Linked DNA regions of Anser cygnoides: region 2 is linked to region 1. A link is a contact called in public Hi-C data. All regions are on one chromosome and are shown on one strand. Each heading gives the region's core, a stretch centred on a gene start, on an enhancer-like site or on the middle of the called end of the contact. The rest is flanking DNA. Distances are from core to core; before and after follow the strand shown. Region 1 holds the start of TMEM220 (transmembrane protein 220). Region 2 holds the start of ELAC2 (elaC ribonuclease Z 2).

Evidence for each region. A called contact is a pair of places that touch in the nucleus more often than the background predicts.
Region 2: a Hi-C map of granulosa cells shows a contact between it and region 1, with 1.8 times the contacts expected there. The contact joins the promoter of ELAC2 here to the promoter of TMEM220 in region 1. A contact is called at or near these places in 2 of 7 Hi-C or Micro-C datasets (granulosa cells and liver).

What each region holds. Positions count from the first base shown.
Region 1 is chr19:694,647-700,676 of Taihu_goose_T2T_genome, reverse strand. It overlaps TMEM220 (transmembrane protein 220), which reads left to right and starts at 3,096. Exons shown (of 5, transcript XM_048076003.2): 1 at 3,096-3,232; 2 at 4,334-4,394. The coding sequence starts at 3,146.
Region 2 is chr19:1,075,798-1,082,466 of Taihu_goose_T2T_genome, reverse strand. It overlaps ELAC2 (elaC ribonuclease Z 2), which reads right to left and starts at 1,568. Exons shown (of 24, transcript XM_066980303.1): 1 at 1,294-1,568; 2 at 1,166-1,216; 3 at 1,022-1,092; 4 at 399-463. The coding sequence starts at 1,553.

The sequences.
Region 1 (6,030 bases), core at 1,847-4,346:
TTGTTGGGTCCATCCCTCCAGCACTCTCATCTGAAAACTTCTGTCCTTTAGATATGGGGTTCCCTAACTGAAGATTAGCTGAAGTTTCTGCCAAGCAGACTCCAGAGAGACATAAGGAGGGAGAAAGTTTCATCTAATATTGAGGAACTAATTTTCAAGTAGCTCAAATTATATTCAAGGATACTAAATGTTCTTGGCCTCCCTCTTATGGGAGAAAGAAGTATTACTGGAGGCTCCCTTCAGACAGAGGTAAGTCTCTTCTGCCTGCGGAGGTGGGGAGGAGTTCTAGGAAGTGCTTGTCGTAGTAGCTAAAGCTTTAAAGTGAACAAGCCTCGACTTATTTTTTGCAGTAAGTACACAAACCGCTAGAAATCCGTTACATTTCTAAAACACAAACTACAGCACGATTGCTTTTGAATTAGAGCAGCAAAGAATAAAACAGATCGAGATGAAACAGTTTGTAAGTTGATCCCCTCCTCCCTACCCTATCCTCTCAAGACAGGGATCTTTTGCCTTCTGTTGCTTGTGTCACTGAACTTTGCTAGCGTACAGGGACACCTCCATGCAGACCCTTCCAAGTGCTCAGGAGAAGTTGCTCTCTGTCAGCTCAGCAGCCCCTTCCCTCTCTGTCCCCCTTTCTTCTTGCTGGTCTTGCCCATGGCAGTGAGGCAGCACAGCTGAGCTGATCTCGGACCTCACTGTTACTTGATGGGGAGACGGAGGTCTTGGCCTACCCCAGCCCACTCCACACACGATCCTGACTCTGCCTGGCAGACTGTTTCTCTGCCTTCCACCCTGTCTCCGTGACTTTCTCTCACAGCTGCTCTCCAGAAGCCACTGTCTCCCCTCTGCACTCACAGCCCAGCAGCTACAAAATGGCAAGCAGCAGCTCTCCTCCAGGTGGCCCAGCCATGGCCCATGGACCAGGTGGGCTATAAAGGTGTGTGCAATAACTTGTAACAGGACAAAGGAAACAGTCAGAGTTCATCACAGCTGAGATTTCTTTTTGCAAGACCAGCTAATATAGTTGGAGGAAATGGACAGAAATTCACACCTTTTTTCCCACCTGAAAAGAGCTGGTGTGCCTGAAAAACATCTCTACCTTTATTTTTCTATCATATAAATTGTTCTAACAAAAGACATACTCTGTCTTATATTCATCTCTCTTATTCTTACTAACACCACTATCATTTCTTACCCAGCTAAAAGTCCTTGACATTTCTGTTTTCTAGCCTGATACACCTTCTCTGCTTTAGGTGAGGGGAATGGACTGAAGATCTGGAGGCAGAGGTTGCACCACAAAGAAAATCATGACCACGTGCTTTCTGGTGAAGTCCTGTGTCCTTAAAAAAACGAACCAGTCATACAGTGTAGTTCCTGGTGCCTCACCAAGGGAATGCAGCTACCTGGGGACCTACTGAAAGATTGCACGGCATTTTGCCTGTTGCTCTTGCAAATCCACACTTCAAGCAGGGTTCGGTAAGAGGAGAACAAAATATACGTATCCTGTTGGATTGTAGTCTTTCAGCTTTTCTCTAACCATTGGTACTCCTTTCCCAGAATGCTTAACAGGAAAGTTTTACTCTTAAGGGCACCTGTAGAGAGCAGTTTAATTTTGCTGAGCTTCAGGATGTCAGTGTGAATCAATTTAAACATCTAGAGGGATTTAGTTATATTGGACATGGCCCACTGTTATGCTTGCAGCCACCAGCAATTGTTTAATATACAGAATAACACAATTATTATGAGCCATAAAGCCTACTCAGTGTAGCTGTAACAATGGCAGCCATTTACAAAGAGGGCTCTTACTTCTCTGTGACATTCTCCGCAGTAATTTCATTTCTCATGACCTGCTCAAGGAAAGACTCGGTTACAAATAACAGGACGAGGTGAGCATTAATCCCCTCCACAAATGTATTCACGTGTCTTCCGCATAACAGTTCAGTGAGTACTAATTCTGTGTGGGGCTGAATGCTGCTACTGAAATCAGTGGGAGAAATAATCTGGCAGATACTCAGCTTTGGTAGATGGACACAGTAGATATCATATTTCTTAAGAACCCCCTTTCATTTTGTAAATAATTATCACTTTGGGTGATAAATGATCAGGAAATGATGAGGAAGTACTGTTTTTTCTGAGTAGTATCCCTTTTGTTCTCCAGACAATACAAAAAGACTGGATGTCTTCTTAAATATCAAATGAATCCTAGACTATAGGGTCGTTACAAAAATAGTGATTTAAATCCCAGTCTCCTGGCTGGGAAAATAAAAAAAAAAAAAGAAGCCTCCTTTTATCCCTGACTTGCTAATCCTCTCCTATGCCTGTGGTTCTTCAAGATCATCAAATTTCCAATCTGTGATCCCCAGAGCTGTCTCCGTTCATGGCTTTTGGGAGAGACAAGATGCCTGTGAGAAGCTCACTGGGAATGACGTCTTTCTCTTCTGTGATGCCAGCTGTCAGCAGGCTTAGTTATTTCTACAATAGACAAAAAAAAATATCCTGTTTCAGATACCTGCCACCAAGATTAATATAACATATGTGAATCTTTCTTCCCGGTAGGCTCTGTAGGCAAACACAGACGTGGCTGTGGCTGAGCCGGAGATGGGCATTGTTACAGCATAGCTCAGGCAGGGACCACAGGGCCCCTCTTGAAGGGTTTATGCTTTTGCATAGCTACTTATAAGTCTTACTGTATAGGTTTGTCATGTTTATTTCATGGGACAAAGATCTAATTTTCTCCCATGTACGAGTTTTGCAGAAACATCGCCATGACGGTGTGAAGGAATGTCTGAACATCTCTAGCCCAACGTGTCACTTGAAGCAGGATTATCACCAACACCAGACCGGGTGAGCAAGCCTCAGAAATCTCCAAGGCCAGCGATCGCACAGCCTGTCTGGCGACCTGGGGCAGGCTGCACGACCCTCCTGGTGAGGACGAAGGTCAAAACCTTCCAAGCCCAACCATTTGCGCCCCCTGCCCTTTGGTGTATCATCTGACTCTAGCGAGCGGAGCGCGCCCCCGCGCCCCTCCTCTGGCCGTCCCCTCAGGGCGGCCGCAGCCAGCCCGGCAGGCGGGCCCGCGGCGGCGAATGCGCGGCTTCAGCGGCCGTCCCCCTGCAGGCGGAGGCGGAGGCTGGCTCCGGCCATGGCGGGCGGCAGCTCGGCGAGGCGGCTGTGGCAGCTCTGCAACCTGCTTATGGCCGCCTTCTTCGGGCTGGCGGCTGCCGTGCAGGTGAGGGCAGCGGCCGAGGGCCTGGGGCTGCCCTAGGCTGCGGTGGGCCCGGGCGCTGGTGCGACCTGAGGCCGGCCGGGGCCCCCACACTCTGCTCCCCGCCCTGTCCCGCCTGCCGAGCCCGGCCCAGCCCGCGCAGAGGTTGCGGAGGCTCAGCGTGCGTTTCTTCGCTGCAGGTGAACGACCCGGACGCCGGGCTGTGGGTGGTGAGTACGGGCTGGAGCGTGGCGCAGGGCAGAAGGCAGGTGCTGCGCTCTGCGGGGCTGTCTGCTTGGGGTTGAGGCTCAGCCCCCGGCGTGCAGAGCACCAAACCTCTGGTTCTTCCCTGCCTGGGCCCTAGGCCTCCTGACCTTGTCACCACCAGGTCTCCATCATCTCCTGTGCTTGCCTTAGCTCACCGTCTGTCACCACTGACCTCAGCAGGGACCCTTGAGTCTCAGAAGAGACCTAAAGAAAACTCACATCTCTCTGCCCACGCCCGTCATTCTCAGGCACGGGAACAGCCACCAGTGGCCCTGGATCAGTGTGAGCAGGGCTTTGAGCTGCAGGGGCCCGGGGGGTCTCTCTGTACATGTCAGGAGCTGCTGGGTGGGTGGGGATCGTACCTGTCCTCTCCATGTCCATGCACACCCCGTACATCCCTTGTCCAGGTGAGCCCAGCTGGTAGTGGCGGGGTTGGGAAGTGGCAGCAGAGGCTGCTTCTGCTCCCACCCAGCACAGGCAGAGGTCACGGTGCAGGGGGATGTTTCTTACAGGGGCTCTCCCTGGGGACCACACTGCAGCTCAGGGCTGGTGCAGCGAGCTGGTTGGGCAGTAAGAGCTCAGGTAAGCCTGAAGCCCAGGCACAGGGGCTGGTGCTCAGCTGACCGTCTCACAGCTGTGCTGTGCAAGGATTTTGGGTGGTGAGTAAGGAAGCGCTGGCTTGCTGCTGCACTCAGAAGAGCACTAGCAGTACCAGGGCATGCCAAAGGGACAGAGTTGTATGGCTGTTCTGTGCATCTGGCAAACTGCTGTGGAAAAGAAGTACTGGTATGGGTGACTGCTTCTGTTTCCTTACCTTCGTAAATTTTGCTGTAGAGTATACTTGTGTTTCATTAACAGGTTGTCTACTTGGTCCCGGCTGCCCTTACACTGCTTGTTGGCCTTAGCCCTTCAGTAACAGGTATAGTATTGGTGTGTAAAACAGAATCTCTGCTCAAATTTTGCCTCCAGAAAGTTTGTTTTCATTGAGTCACAGATTAAGATCAGGCTGCATGCAAACATGTCCTACTGCCTTTTTTGAGGGCAGAAAGCTGTGGTACCTGCTTCTACAAAAGCTGGTCATTGCTTTAGTACTTGTAGTTGAACTTGCTATAAGCAAACGCAGGAGCCCTGCATAAAGGCCTGCTTCTGGGATGATCTTATCACTGCACCCTGGTTTAAGCAGTCATGGAATAAGTGGAGCACATGGAGCACAAGTCTGGGAGCACGTTCTGAACCTGTCTCTGATGTTGACCTTAGCACATAGTCTAATCAACATGGTTTCCCTGTTCTAAAGCTGTGTTTTTGCTTATCTATCTCATATAAAAGAAATTAAGCTCAGCGCAATGCTTTGAAAGAGCTAAAGGTCTTGTTTAGTATCAAGCATTAGCTGTAATACAGCTGCTCCAAAGAGCGTAAGGGCAGTGGTGGGGACATTCAGTCTATGCTATGACTGACTTCCCAACATTGCACACTGAGGGCTAACACCATATGATGTGTTGAAAGAATTGGTCAGATCAGATTTGGTCCAGGATTCCAGAAAATTCATTTTTTTGTGTGTTTTAATCCAGTGGAGATAATTTTTAAATGACTACTCTTGATATACCCAAAGTGACTGTGTTTTAGCTGGGTGAATACTTAATCTGAATAAACTAAAACCATACTTATACCAGAAAGGAAAATCCTCAAGAGTACATGTTGTTGTCACAAACCACACCCTTACACTGTCTCACCATTCTGGGTACCTTAGGCACACAAAGCAGCAGCATTCATAAAACCAAAACCCATCTGTGATGTTGAATATTTTGGAGGAGGTTTACTTGTGTGGTAGGTGTAGCCTCAACATAATGGCATTTGACTGGCCAAGAGAATCTGCAAGTTAAACTTACAAATTTGTTACTTGCACCATGGTCTCTAAGAAATAAAAATTAAAATAGCACAACTGTTGTGTAATTTGACATTTATGTAAATTCAACAAGTGATATTTATCATTCATGTCCATGGAAGACTCCAATTCAGCCTCTGCAGAGATGCAGTAAGTTCAGTTTACTGTAGGATCAGTTATGAAGTTAGGTCATACCAAGTTCTTGAATTTTGGCAGCGCGTCATCTTTAACGCTTTCCTGGAGGGGTCAGTGACTAGGAAAGGCTACTTTTTACTTTGTGGTGTTTGCTGATGACATTGTTGGGATCAGACGGAGCACTGCCTGTATCATTTGCTCATCTCTCTCCCATGAATGAGCTCTTGGGAATGAACATGGTAAACCAGAAAAATCTGTGGGTCCATTCAGATTTTTCACATCTCTTTTTCTGTCTTTAAAACATCAGTCCTGAGCCCACAGGCAGAGATGTCAGTGTTCGTCATGATCACTGGTGAAAGGTTAGACAGAGGCTTATCAGGGAACCTGAAGGATGGAGCTCCCTGCATTGTGCTGGTAGCTCACTGGCGCTGCTAAGGGTTGGGAGTCACTCCCTGGAGCCTTGGATCCTCCAGGAACATGGCTTGCACTTGAGAAGGGACATTCCTTTTGCTTAAGCAAACTTCCATTTGTAATCTGC
Region 2 (6,669 bases), core at 319-2,818, 380 kb before region 1:
TAAATAAGGACAAAGACTGGAAAATTTCTGCTTAAGGCAATCGTTACCGGCTTAATACCACGCCTTGGCTGGAGATCAGATGCCAACTTCCTATCAAAAGGAAATGTGGGGAGGAAAAGCAGTCAAGAGAACAAAGGATGTTCTTTTTTTCCTGAAATTATTTTCCAGAACACTAACTGACAAAACAGTTTTAGGAGAAGCCTGATGCTGTCTTGCGTGTAACTGAAGAGATTTGCTTTTTAAACCTTTCCAGCAGAGCCTTCAGACTGGCACTACATCGGACCGGCACCTTATACCTCTAAGATGACTCCCTGCCTTAATACCGGCTCTCCCAGTTGCAAGGTAAGCATCAATATGTGAAGGTTTTTCTCCCCTTTCTGCAAGCTTCCACTACTTACCAGCTTTGGTGGCCCTAGGAAAACACATCTTTGAAGCCCCATAGCCTTTAATGTGAGAATCATACCTAAAACACAGCAGAGAAACAGCTTTACCACAGACCCACTGACAGGTCATACCAGAAAGCTCCCTCTTGCTGCCAAGGAGCGCTGGGCGTCTTGTGAAGACCAGGCCTGAACCTGGATGCAAACTCAGTTCTGGCACAGCCTTGTGGAGGTTTCAATGAGTCAGGTATCTCCGCAGATACAGCCAATATCCGCAAATCTTGAAAATACCCGTGGATCTTGACAGTCGTAATGTGGAACAAGCTACCTGGGGAGGCCATTACCCTCCTACTTTTTGGGGAGATCCCCAGCCTTGTAACGAACAAAATCCTGGACAACCTGCCGTAACCTCAGCCTACTCTGAGGACAGGCAGGGAGCAGCACCCTTCCAGCACAAACCAGCCCGGCTCACGAACGTCTCCGTGCTGGCGGCGCCTTCCCTCTGCGGGACCTCGGGGCCGAGGCAGCCACGTGCGCGGGGCGGGCAGCGCCTCTCGCACCCCGCTGCAGGTGAAGGCGCTGCAGAGCCCCAGCTGCGACCCCACAACCACCCCCCCCCCCCCCCACACACACACACTCACCCGGCAGCCCGCCGACGTTGGCCCACGCCAGCCTGCTGAGGAAGACGCAGTCCAGGTGCGAGATCTTCAGCCTGCCGACACAGCGGGGCGCTCAGCGGGGCCCGGCGCCGCCCGGCCCGGCCCCGCACCCTGCCCGGCGCTCACCTGTGCTCCTGCATGGCCCGCTGCGCGCCCTCGCCGCAGTTGAACAGGTACCTGGGGGGGGACGGGGGGGGTGAGGCCGCCGGCAGCGCCGGCCGCCCCCAGCCCCGCGCCCCCCGCCCCCCGCTCACCGGTTGAACTCGGAGAAGACGAAGACGGAGGCGCCCGCGTCGCGGCCGCCCGCCGCCACCACCTGCGCGTACACCGTGCTGGGCCCCGCCAGCGCCGCCCCCGCGTCGCGCCGCCGCTCGCGGGCCCAAACGTGCCGCGGGACGCCCCGGGGCCGCCGCGAGGCGCCCCTCGGCCCCGGCCCCGGCCCCTCGGCCATGGCCCTGCCCGCGCCCCCCCGCCCCGCCAGGCCCGGCCGCAGCGCCCGCGCCAGCCTCCACATGCGGCCCGCCCCGCCCCGCCCCGCCCCGGCCGCGCCGCGTGACGAGGGAGGGCCAACGGCAAGGCGACGGCGGCCCCGGGGGACTCGGCGGAGAGCGGCCGCTGTCACGTGACGGGGGCCCGCCAATGGCAATCGCCCCGCCCGGGGTGGCGCTGAGGGGCGGGCTCAGCGGATGCTCGCGGGCGCCCAGCAACGCGTCCCCCCCCACCTCCCCCCGCGCCGCTTGAGACGGGCGGGGCCTGGCGGGCCTGTCGCTGTCCCTGTCCCCGTCCCGGCGTGTCCGAGGCCCCACTCACGGAGCCCCGAGCAGCCCGGTGCGAGCAGGAGCCACCCCCCCCCCCCCCCCCGCCAGGTCCCCCGCAGCCACACCCGTTTCCCCGCTTTCCACCAGCTCCTCTTCCCTACGAGCCTGCTCCGGGCCCTGTTTACAAGCCCGAGCTGATCCAGGCCGCAGCTTTGTTTATTTCCAAGCTCTCTCAACCCGCTCGGAGCCCCCTGGGGCTTTCCGTTTGCTTCAAAAAGAACCACTGAATTTTACTGTAACCAGAGTACCCCAACGTAAACAATCCGAACCATCAATATCCCTTTTCTTCCTTACTTGCAAAGGCAAACCTTATCTTTCTCAGCCCTCTGCTTTCCAAACACTGTCTCCCTTTATTCTCGGTGCCAATGCTCTTCCCTTTCTCCTCCAGAGATCCAGGCGAGCAGGCTGGGTGGGGACCTGCCCACGAGCTCAGACCTCGGGCCCCGCCGTGGCTGGTTACAGATGTTCTGTCAGTCTTTGTTCAAATCCATAACTCGTTTCCATCTCTCCAGACTCCCATCTCTTCACACAATAGTTCAAATCAGCATGGTGTGTTTTTGTTTTTTGCCCCGCACTTCTGGATGAAATAAAGGGATTGTTCCCCTGAATGGCAAGCCCTGTGGTCATGCACGTTTTCCACATTACAGTCCTGCAGCCTAAAGCTCGCGCACAGCATTTGGCTCTGCTCCCTGAAGCCACACAGGAAGAGAAATCAGTTTAGATCTTAAATTGTTTCCCAAATCCCAATGCAGTTGGAGTTTCCTAAAGGTGAGTGTACTGGATCTGCGCATTCCCGCCCCTTCTTCCCTTTGTCAACAATTTTCTGCTCAGGTGAATAATTAGGAAGTGTGAAAACAACTGCCCTTTTTTTTCTTTCTTTTTTTTTTAACACCTCTGGGAGCACAAAAGCTTTCTTAGGGCTCTGACCAGCTGGCATGGGATTTCCAGCCAAAGTTTCTTTAGTTGATGAGATAAGTTAATGATGGTTCTGTGGTATTTTTAGTCAAACATTTCCTGGCAATTTTGTTTAACCTTGCTGGCTTGACTTTATGTGCACAGTCTAGTGTTTAGAGCTGTGATTCCAGTAAATTCTGGAAAGCGACAAAGCTACCTGCAACATCTCAACAGTCTTGTGAGGATTTCACAGGAAGTAGTCAAAAAACTCTGATTCTGAATAGATATCATTGTCAGCACAGCACTGTCCTCTGCAATTCCAGCCGTAACGTTTTCATGGGAGCTCACATTCTGGGAAGAAATTTCAGACAGGTTCAGGGCTCAGAAGGAGACGTCTTCTCATTTATAGTTACGCCGCTTGTTCTGGGTGAGTGTCCTAGTCCTACAGATTTTCTGGCAGGGAAGTAGGGACGTCCCAGGGCTTAGCTCCTGCAGTACTTCTAAAATGAATGGCTCGCGCATTTCGCTGACTTAACTGTCATGATTCAGATTTCCTTGGAAAGCTATCTTTGGGATTATAGGCAGGGTGCTTGGTAAAGCTGGGGAAGATCTTGGGTTCAAATGTTGGGCATGACCTTGTGTACGTTGGGAATAGTTTTAAATCCTGGAGGCTAAAGCTATCCCTCGCTTCTCAGAGTCATCTGGAACAACAGCTGTGATCCATCAGTGCATGTTCTGGGTGCGCAGAGGCAGTGAGCTTTGTCTGGGTGGTGGCGAGGCCCAGGAATTGCCCACAGACATTAATGCTGCAAACGGCATCTCTGTATTGCTCAGAAGCTCTTATGTGGTGCTACAGGGACTGACTGAAAATGTTTTCTTGCCCTGTAAGCTTCCACTGCATGCAGGAGGTCCTGCGCTGGCATGGTGCTCTGCAGCACAGGGCAGGCTGCCCAAGCCCACCTGTGGTGGCTGCGGAGGATGTGAGGAGCACACCCAAGAGTTTCTGCCAAGGAGCTGAGAGCAGAGCAGGGACTGAGGCCTCTTGCAGGAGGGTGTTTGACACCATTGTGACAACGGGCAGCACCCTGCAGAGGAGGAACCCCCACCTCCCTGCCCAGTAATGGGCCAAGGGCTTGCTCTCAGCTCTAGCTGAAGCTAGACTTCAAAACCTGACCAGGGGAAGCCCAGGTTGGTTTGCAGCCTCCTGCTTGTGTGTTCTCCTTCTGTGCTCCTGCTTACATAAAGCCTGTGGGCTGTCCCCAAGTCATTCTTATCCCATACCTCCCATGTGCAGCACTGGTGCTGACAGGGGCTGCCTGCAAGTGATCAGCAGCGATCTGGGAGGCCGTGGTCAGCCCGGGCTCCTGCCAGGCTGGGATGGGGCACGAAGCTGAGCATCGCTACAGGAGCAGGCAGTGCTGGGGCAAGGGGGTCACCTGGAACAGCTCTCCCAAGCCTTTGATCACCAATGTTAAATTACAGTCTCATTTTCCCCTGATGTCTCATCTTTCTAGCTTGTGAAGATCACATGCAACAATCAGCCCCAGCTTGGGGAGTCGTTATGAAATCAGTGCTGCCTGGGGGTTGTGAGGAAACGCACCCCATCTGGCCTTACTTAAATAATGCACAGTAATGCGCAGTTTGGTTAACTAATTCAGCTGAAGCGATAACATCAGCTGTGCCATAAGAGAGATTTAAAAGTAATCTCCCAATAGATGCCGTGAACAAACAAGGGAGGGTGCTTATCTCTGAGACTTTTCCCCAGATGAAACTGGTGCTTCAATTTGTTTGCTAATCCAGAGACTGTATATTACACTGATCATCCATTATCCCCTGTAGTCTAGAGTTTTATTAGAAGAGCAGATTTACATGTAGATTAAAGATGACACAGGACAGTATGAAGAGTTTAGGTGGGTCAGTGGTGCACTGAGGCTTCCTGTTGCTTGTGAAAATAACCAGCCCAGCTGTGATAAGAAGCAAAGTGAGAGGAAGACATTGAGACCACAGCAATAACCACAGATAACTGGTCTCGGGCAAGGGGGTTTCCCCAGAGGGGGAAACTGTTGGGCATGCAGCTGGAAGAGCTCAGCTGGTGCTCAGTGCATGTGTCCTCTGCACCGAAGTGGTTGGGTGTTGCAGGGCGTGCTCAGGAGCCAGCCCTCAATGTGCTTTGAGGCCCGGCCCGGCACTGGGCAGGTCCCTCTGTAGCTCAGCAGTGGCAGCGGCGGTCAGGAGCACCCCGCCAGCAGCCCGAGGGACTTCCCTGCAGGACGCTGCATGGCCCAGGGCATTGGTGCTCCAGGACCAGGCTGCCCCAGACCCCCTCCCCTGCTGCCCCAGGCGCACTCCTGCCTGCCCTGCCAGGGGCTGTAAACTGCACAAAATTGAATTGCGGATGGACACGTGTCTGGAAGTTGAAACCAGGGTGGAGGTGATCTGCTCCACGGCTGAGAAGGGTACGACATGGCAAAGAGCTGGGATCGAGCCGGGCAGGATGCAGGGTCAGGGCCAAGAGCCGAGGTCCTTCCGGGCTGCAGGGAGAGGCCTTGCCAGGAGCGATGCTCCTCGGCGTGTCAGCTCTGTTCTTTCTGCAGTGGTCAGCAAAGAAGCCGATGTGGGTCTGACACTCCCACGGTGGCTGCAGGACAAGCAGGGAGTCAGCTCTAAGTGTCACGTTGTTTCTTCTGCACTGGATGTCAGAGTAATGCCAACAAGAGCTTAGGGATGGGCTGGCGTTTGGCAGCGCTGGATTACAAAGAACCATTTTCTCCTTTCTCAGTGGAGGCAGGTCCAGATGAGCAGCTGGGGACTCCATGAAAGGAGCCCAGAGCTTGTTCTGCCCTGCTGCTCCTTGACTTGACCCCATGGCAGCGGGCACCACCCCTCTGAGCCATGAACACACGGCTTTGGGTGAGCTGGGCCCTGCTGAGCAGCGGAGCAGATGGTGTGCAAAGGAGCAACGTGACCAGCGAGCCTGGGATACACCTACACACACGGGGTGCACAAAGGGACCGATTTGGCAGGCTGGGGCCCCACGCCCTCTTGGCTATGTTGTTGTTTCATCCCATTCCCCTTCCCACCTCCACCACCCTGCGCAGCCATCAGTCACCCACACCACCTCATTTGTCTCCTGCTTAACCCCAGAGCCTGCAGCTGTTGGCTGACTTCTGCTTTCACACCAGCCCAGCACGTCCCTTGAACATCACGCTGGCCTACAAAAATGGCATCACTTCCCAGTCTAGGACTGAACAAGGGAGCCCATAGCAGCCTCTGCCTTCATGCCAGTTTGGACAACGAAATTGCCTTCACCTCTTGAAAAGAGTGTAACTTTCCCCTGTAACAACCTGAGCTAGCCCAAAGTGGGCTAGTGGTTTCACCTCCTATTTGTGCTCACACATAGCTACCCAGAGGTAGAAGAGCTTTGCTTTTTCAGCAACGAAAGGCAGCCCATAGTGCCCTGTATCTTACAAGGAAGAGGAGCTTTGCCAGCTGCCTGTCGAGACCACGGTGATGCTGGCCAGTAAAATGGAGCGCTGGAGCCAGAAACTGCTGAAGCCAATGGCTTGATATCGGTGAGCGAGCCAGGGTGCGGGCTCGCCAAGGTGGGGGAGGCATGCAGATGTTAGGGACCATCACCTCTCTACTTGCTGGTGTCCATCCTCCAGTCCCCAGCGTACACCTTGGAGGCATGTTCAAAGCTCCAAGCCTCTAGGCTGTTCCACGTTCATGCTGCTTGCAGCAAAAGTGTGGATACAAGGTTCCTTATTGCCCGGACCTTTCCCCTACCCCTGCCCTCACCATCACACGCAGGATTTTGTCTGCAAGGCAGCTGCAAAGCAGAAGTATCTTTGGTGCTCCCTGCTCCAAGCTCCTCATCTTTGTGCACGGTTGACATTTGGTGTACACAGGAGAAAGGCC